Linked DNA regions of Gadus morhua: region 2 is linked to region 1. A link is a contact called in public Hi-C data. All regions are on one chromosome and are shown on one strand. Each heading gives the region's core, a stretch centred on a gene start, on an enhancer-like site or on the middle of the called end of the contact. The rest is flanking DNA. Distances are from core to core; before and after follow the strand shown.

The links. Hi-C and Micro-C count contacts between places; a contact is called where the count stands out from the background.
Region 2: a Hi-C map of blood shows a contact between it and region 1, with 5 times the contacts expected there. The contact joins the promoter of sart3 here to the promoter of wdr31 in region 1. A contact is called at or near these places in 5 of 6 Hi-C or Micro-C datasets (blood, gill, gonad and 1 more).

The regions. Positions count from the first base shown.
Region 1 is chr6:9,141,395-9,145,725 of gadMor3.0, reverse strand. It overlaps wdr31 (WD repeat domain 31), which reads left to right and starts at 2,103. Exons shown (of 10, transcript XM_030358221.1): 1 at 2,103-2,392; 2 at 2,898-2,957; 3 at 3,071-3,203; 4 at 3,358-3,432; 5 at 3,606-3,750; 6 at 3,985-4,085. The coding sequence starts at 2,911. It overlaps LOC115545986 (guanine nucleotide-binding protein G(q) subunit alpha), which reads right to left and starts at 129. Exons shown (of 7, transcript XM_030359543.1): 1 at 1-129.
Region 2 is chr6:9,304,116-9,308,199 of gadMor3.0, reverse strand. It overlaps sart3 (spliceosome associated factor 3, U4/U6 recycling protein), which reads right to left and starts at 1,338. Exons shown (of 19, transcript XM_030358296.1): 1 at 1,117-1,338; 2 at 175-301; 3 at 1-59. The coding sequence starts at 1,302. It overlaps LOC115545295 (beta-1,3-galactosyl-O-glycosyl-glycoprotein beta-1,6-N-acetylglucosaminyltransferase), which reads left to right and starts at 1,940. Exons shown (of 5, transcript XM_030358298.1): 1 at 1,940-2,033.

The DNA.
Region 1 (4,331 bases), core at 854-3,353:
AAACATCCAGAGCTCGTTGTGGCAGGATGAAACGGAGGAATGACTCTGCTGTGTTTTTCCAGCCAGTCTTCTCCTTTTCCTCAGTTCCTTTCATGTGTATTTATTACAGAGACCTTCCACTCCTCCGCTGGCTGTGTGACGTCGACCTCCTATCGACTAGGGGGAGTGTCGCGTCAAACCAACCCTACACACACACACACACACACACACACACACACACACACACACACACACACACACACACACACACACACACACACACACACACACACACACACACACACACACACACACACACACACACACACATACACACACGCACACCCCCCCCCCCCCCCCCCCCCCACACACACACACACACACACACACACACACACACACACACACACACACACACACACACACACACACACACACACACACACACACATACACACACGCACACACATACACACTCTCCAACCTGTGGGAATCTGGGATAGTAGGCCACACGCTGGCACACATACTATGACTATGTTATTAGAGAATTATTGCATATGCTAAATGGGGTCTTGGGGAAAGACTGACATACAACTGTCACTCACGTGATATGGACAGGATGGCACGGAAATCTATTCTGACTAACAGGAGGTCATGTCATGCACCATGGATTGATTTGGACATTGTAGAAATTCTACCAGGTTTTCCGAAGTATGTCAGATTTGTCCTCTTATCACTCCTTTTACTATCAAATCTGTACCTTTGAGGAAGGAGATGGACGGCTATATGCATTGCTGACTGAATCACATCACTTGATAAAGTACTTTTATTATTTGTTTTGTCCATACGGAATTAGAACACATATTGTTAAACCCACAGACTTATTCCTTATGAGGGTCTGAGTCAGTCTCACTTGATTTTAGGACAACCAAACGAATCAAGGTGATCAAGAAAACAATAGCTCTTAGAACAAACACCAAAGGGTCATCAAACAAGAACTGCTCTGATCAGGGTCCTGGAAATCTAGGTGAGCTATGTATGTGTTGGGAAACAGTTTTCATCTATCATCAATCTGTTCGACAGCAGCATAAAGTAAAAGTTTGCCCTTCCTCACATATGTCATTGTTTGGAGAACAAGCTAACTGCACTGTTTATATAATGCAACGATGACAATACAAATATAGGTCTATTTTACTTCCTTACATCGAAAGGTCAGTGATATATTCCCAACCAACCCATTTGTGTAGACCTAAATATATATTTTCTGACCAAAAAAGTAGTCATTTTTATGACATTATTATTATTATTTTAATTAGGATACAAATTATAGTTTAACCCACTGATTAAATACAGTCTGACACAATAAAAAAAAGTTTGAATTCAGGCCAACACACAGATGTATTGAGCAGCGTTAATGGTAACCCAGCTAAGTGGCCCAATTAGATTAGAAATGGGGGCACCCGAGGGCTTCAGCAACTTTGTGCAAAGTAGAGACAGTTTCAATCACCATGATGTATTCCATTATCTCTTTTATTTGTGGTAGTCATCATAGCGACTTTATTCATTTCTGTAGTAATCTTATTAACCTTAAACCGAAAACAATACCATCCTATCGAATCCAGCATTGTACCCTATGATTGTAGCCTAGATACATTTCTAGCATCAATTCATCAAATCATTTTAGAATCAAAGATTTATTTTTAGTATACCGTTAACAACGTTTAGGAGGTTTAAATAGATTAGATACAATAGGTAAATGAAATATATACTTCCATGATGATCCATTAACAAGAAGTAAGTATCAGAGTGATAGAGAAAATTCTCTCTCTGGCTCTGGGAGGCCTATTATAGAAAGTGGGGTACAAATTACTATCATGGACCTATCAAGAAACACAGCTGGTACAATGCTACCAATTGTCCATACTTCAGATACTGTAACCATAGAATATAGTGTAGTCAAGAATGCAAGAAACATAAAAAAGGCTTCCTAGTTAGGGCTGCCTAGTACCACCTTCATTAAAGGCAGTGAATGACTCAACCCACAGGCTGCGCAATCAATCCTGGAGAAGTTGGTAACTTTTACTTTGAAGGATCCATCTCCTGGCTAGATTTCCTGTTGTTAGTTACCATGTGATCCAAGACCACGCCCTGGTTGCGATGGAAGCGTCGCTATGCCACCGCCCTGCAGGACGAGTCGCGTTACTCTCTAACCATTTGCTTTACGACAATTAATGTTGTGTGAATGTGTCATCATGAAGTTATCGGAGATGAACACGTGTTTCGTTTCCTTCAAGTTTCTTTGCTACTTTTTTGTTGCGCTCCCTGGGCATGAGAGACCAAAGCGAGATTAATTAGCATGCAAGCTAGCAACTTGTAGCTTCCCTGCAACTACATCTAACGTTACTTGTGACTGGTAAGAACCTGCCTTATAATGTCCGTCATGAACTATGTCTCCTCCCCCTTTCTAACATTAAACGGAACACCTATTTTCCCTTGTGTTTGCGTGAGCGTGTGTATTCTGGCGCAATGCATGGATGTATAGCAGGCATTTTTCCTAGGGGGTTGTTTGTGTGACTAATTGCATGTGACAGTAAGGATGCTGCCCTAATTGGATTTCAGTCTCCTCTTTCCTGTCATTTGTCTGGCGAGTGTGCGCGTGTGTGTGGCTGCACGCAGTTTGGTTTAATCTGCCCGTGCACGGCGGCTGCGGGCCAGACCCTTATGCAAGCTTTGGCCGTTACATATTTTAGGGAATTTAGCCATGAATTTAGCAGACATTGCTAAGCATGTTTGGTATTAGACAAATGCAATTGATCACTAACCCAAATGACTAACGTCTAATTTTGACGTATCATTTTCGTGCGAATTTATACTCAAGATGATTCACTCAGGGTTTCACTCTGCTTGTGTTTTATTAGTGGGGTTGCTGACATGGGCAAACTACAGAGCAAGTTCAGAAAGAGGTCACAACTGTACAGGTAAGTAAACAATAATAGTCTTTCTTGAATAGGCGTTATGTTTATGTCGACTTAAACCGGTACTTATAGAGGTGTGTGGGTGGGTGGGTGGGTGGGATTGTTTTCTTGTGCAGGGCGTCTCAGAGGGGTGCAGCAGATAACTCGACTGACAGTCAAGTCTTGCAATATGAACTTGCTCATCAGGGATCCATCAATACTGTCACAAATCTCAGCCCAGATCTGTGTGTGTCCGGAGGGAGTGACCAGGTAACCCAATAAAATGACTAGCTACTACAAAACAACGGCACCTGTTCCTCACCCAGATGAGAAGTAGTTTCATCAGTACGTAGAGGTCTGGCAGTGTGATTTATATGTGTGTGCAATGCACAATGATTTGCATGACCTTTTTCACTCCCTTCAGGCAGTGGTTGTGTACGACTGGAAACAAGGACGGATGTGTCAGTCGTTCCAGGGTCACACCCGAGAGGTTACCAAGGTAACGATACTATATCAGTACTTGTGGGTACCTGTCAACACATTGTGTATGCTTGTCATTTCATTTGAATGCATTCATTGTATTAATACTCATTGCTATTTAGCATCTGAGTTTCTCTCCTTGCGCCTCTTTTCTCTCTTTTCCATCCTTTCCTTGTCTCCGCTGTTCTCCAGGTTCAGTGTTATGCGGGTAGCACATGGATCTTCAGTGCCTCCCGGGATAAGAGTGTGTTAATGTGGGATCTGGACCAAGGGGACGAACCCATTCAGGAGTTCTGTGGTCATGAATTGGTGGTCAATGGACTTGCTGTCAGCCCTGGTACAGTACACACACACACACACACACACACACACACACACACACACACACACACACACACACACACACACACACACACACACACACACACACACACACACACACACACACACACACACACACCAGCCAATTAATGCAAACTTGTCTGTCGTGTCCCCCGGAGATAACTAGGGTCCAAATCTGTAATGAACAGCTTACTAACCCTGACCTGTGGTGGTGTGTATCTCCGTGCAGAAGGGAGGAAGCTGTGCAGTGGTTCCCGTGACAACTGGATGTGTCTGTGGGACATTGAATCTGGCCAATGTGAGCAAAGGCTCAACATCTCCAGAAATCTGGTGAGAAATTAATTTGTTTTAAAATAGAAACAATATAAAAGCAAATCCTATTGGTGTTGAGTACTAGTAATATATTATATCATCATTATCATAATCATCATTATCATCATGCTTATTTAGTTTGTCCAAATAGGCATATCGACTTGCACATCAGATGTGGGATATTCTCAATTATAATTAATAGCTAAAAATACAAATAAAGTATAATTCTTCAATTTCTGTTACTTGTTGGTGTGACACTGTATC
Region 2 (4,084 bases), core at 89-2,588, 160 kb before region 1:
TCGGTTACTCTCCTCCTCTGTCAGGCGAATCTCATCTTTAAGCCACTCAAGCCAGATCTCTGCAGCATTAGTGGATTTTGTTATTACTTTAAAACTGAACAAGTCAACTTAGTCATTTATGGAATAACAACCCCCAACATATATTTTGCATCTTAAAATATGAGTCAACATTACCTTCTGTGAGTGGGAAAAGTTCGCTCATCTTCTGTCTAGCGCTGCGAAGACGGCTCAGCTCTCCCTCTTGCCTCAACAGTTTGATGAGGTCCAAATGGCAGTTGTAGTCAAACGCATTAATTGATAGCTGAGGGAAAAAACACAAAGTATGAGGAAGTAACTAAGGGATCAAGTCTTTGTTTAATTGAAAGTGCTGCAGAAGAAGAAATACCAAAGCATACACTTTATGATGGCAAAGATCCATTCCTACATTAGGCTGAAACATTATCTCAAACGTACCGTTTTTGTTAAAGTTGTCTTGTGATAATGAATGTGGTATTCAATTTTCTTCGATTAAAAACCTACCTCTATAATAATAGGTGATTCTAATGTGTGCTTCAAAACAGTTATATTCCTGTTCCTGATACGTATCCCTTAAGGAACCCTTTGCGTTGAAGTGACTGAATTGTGACGTGATTCCAATGTTTGCTGTTATTTCAAACGAATTCCTTGTTGTATTGCGCACGAAAAACAGCCCTGACAAAAGATTGATTGATATTTTTTACATATTTTGCGCCTGCTATTGTTTTCTTCCAATTGTTTAGTTTAGCATATAACTTTAGGAATAATTATAATATAACAAAGTTGTATTGCATTATATAGGGCGTTTCAATATACCCAGCGCAAAACAAAGTGTCTGTGTATGTGTTTATGAAACCTCAGCCACTACTAAAGCAATTAACATTAGCAATAATAGTAGCTAAAAAGCTAACTATTAACGTGCCCTAAATTATGTACAGCAACTTAATGCCAGACAAGGCAGTACAATGAAAGAAACACAACATGCGTAAAATCAACGAAATGTCCTCCCTATGCATAAACGTTGGGTTTTTGTTGATCACTCATTCATTCTGGTTAGCTAATAAAGCTGCGTCTTCACACTAACACACTGGTTTATATTACCTGCTCCTCCAAACGCTGAATTTCGGCCTCGTTTTCTTTATCATCTTCCGATAAATCGTCTTCATCATCTTCTGAACTTTCGACCTTCATACCTTCCTCCTCATCTGAATCCATCTCTTCTTTAATTCCTGCATCTTCTTCCATATCTTCCAACTGCGTTCCCTTCGCGTTGCTTGACGCTGCCATGTTGGAAACAACCGTCTGCCTAGTAACAAATTTGTCATCGGGTAAAATCGCGAGAGTAGGTGCCCGGAACCAAATCAACATTACATTAGTATCGCGAGAGGCCGTTCAATGGCGACACGGTGGTCCCGTGAGAAGTAGCTGCTTAAAGTACTTTTGTTTTATTTTGGACTTGTATTAGGATAACAGTTTACAAATTACAACAATTCAAACTGTATATGTTAGCTATGCAGAGATTATTTCATGGGGGGGTCTCTGTGGCTCGAGCGCCTGTAGCATGGACCTGGAGGCAGAGTTCTTCCCCGCGTGTTTTTCGTCCTTCGGTTGTTTTAAACACAACCAGTAGAGGACGTAATTGTACTGATTTACCTGCACGCCATGGATACAAAGTATGGATGGAGGGGTTCACGAATATCATATTTTCTTATTTCTTATTTGGCCGCAAGCATTTTTATTTTTGCTGCATGGACTAGAAAAATAAACACATTCAAACACACAATTTATACTTGCATTTGGTTCTTGGAAGTGACGTTATAGGGAGAGAACATGCGATTAACCAAGATTGGAATCCACAGCCCTGTGGTAGTCTGAGATGGCTAGATATGGCCCACCCCCTTACAGAGTCAAGGTAACAGGTACAAGGAAATTATGGACTGAAACCAATTGCGAGAACTGAAATGAGGCATGATTGATCATTTGGCCATAGGACAGAAACCACACACCATCGACATAAGGTGAGTTCGGCACAAAATAATGATAGAAAATATAAAATGTTCATATTTGCCTTGAATCAGTGTAACAGAGTTGTCGTTGTCCATCTGTTCTTCATGACCACCGTTAGATCAGCACTATTCATTCCGTTTTTTAAATAATGTTTCCTTTTTTTAAAAAAAAACCATTGTATAATTTAAAGTCAATCGTTTGTGTGGTGACCGATTTGACTACAATGGGTCCCTACGGATACTTTCTTCTCTCTTGACACGGTCTTATGGAAGCATATATGTAGCAAAATTCAAATGGCAATGCAATAAGCAATTTGCAATTCAATAAGTCATTAGCCTACATTACGCAATTGACAATTAATTGTAAATTTATAATGTAATTTGTAAATAAGTTATTCAAAGTGTATTTTAATATGCAAAGTGACGATGCAATCCTCAATTAAATTTGCAAAAGTTGGAACAATAAAAATAGAGCAAGGTACGTTTTATTACTCTGTTTTCTGGGAATAATTGACGCAAGCAGAAACCAGAAAACAAATTTCAGTTAGATTATTCGTTTCTTCGTTTTGTCAAAAAAACGAAAATCAAAATTTCAGTTCGTTTATTCGTTTTTTGGTCCTTACTGAGCGAAACGAATTTACCACTCAATATCTGGTTTCCGCCGGTGGGCGGAAACCAGTGCTTGTTGAACTGTGCTCTTCATAATAAAAGTTCTTCCGTTTGATAATGTCGACAAAAATATTACTGTATTATAGACGCTACCAAACACAGAGGACCACACCACCCACAGTCAAGCCTGACACGGCTTCAAATAACAATAATAGTATTCCTAATCATTTGAAAATGAGAACTTATGAAGTTATGATGACTTCAGTGCAGTTGATGTTTAGCCACAGTTAATACATGCAGAGTAGACCTGAGGGCTTTACTACGACATCATTGTCCGGCTCTGAACGATGCGCTCTGTGCGCGTTCACATCAAAGGAGCTGCGATCGCGGGCTGCTGATTTCCTCACAGCCTGGAGCTATGAGGAATACAAGTGATTACAACACATTTCTGACAGCTGAACATTGCGCAGGGCTCTCCGTGAGACGCACGCCATTCAACCCATGCACACGCTCACACGCCACACAACTTGCGCCGCTATTTAACAGTGGAAGGGTAGGAATCAAATGCGTCCGGATGAAATTTCAAAATCGTCCGGGATTTTATTAAAGGGACTCTCACCTTTGTTGCATTTGAGAATTACAGCACATTCAAATCATCCCGCCTTCCTCCAATGCCCCACCCCCTAAGCGTTATTTTGAGTACTGTAACGACCTCGCCGGTGACATAATGATGTCGAGTCATTAGTAGTTGAAGGTAGTTTTAATGAACCAAAACCAGGTCACTGAAACCTGTAACATTGTAACCAACGGCAGAAAACCGACACAAAACAAACCCCGGTTACCCCGGCAACCCCCAACACGATCTCACTCGCGTGCAGGCCCCCACCCTCCTGTTCTTCCAAGGCCCTCCCCCAGCTGACCTAATGATTCGCCCCCACGCTGATTGACAAGAAGAACATTACAATACATGCACATAAAACAACTGGCATAGCGGACAACGAAATATAATGTAACACATAACACACAAACTATTTAACTGTCCCAGGGTCGCTACAGTACAAAAGTTCTAGACTCCCATGGGTTATGTTTAGAATCCCATGGGTTATGTTTAGACTCCCAGGGGTCATAATATCTACCAGGGGTCTAGTAAACAAGAAATTTAGCAGGTGGCTCACTGTAATTCTATGGGCTTCGTGTGATACCATTTTGAGGCCCCATGTTGAAGGACAGTGGTCCCACTGAGTATAAGAAAGGTGTATGAGCATTACAAACAGAGTAGCGGGACAACGTAGCGTCTGAGGCCGAAATGGGTCCCCTAATCGGACTGAATGGTGCGGTTGGGTGCCAACGGTCTGGAGGTCTTCCTGTAGCTCCAGAGTAGCGGGACAACGTCGCGTCTGAGTCCGAAATGGGTCCCGTAATCGGACTGAGTGGTGCGGTTGGGTGCCAACGGT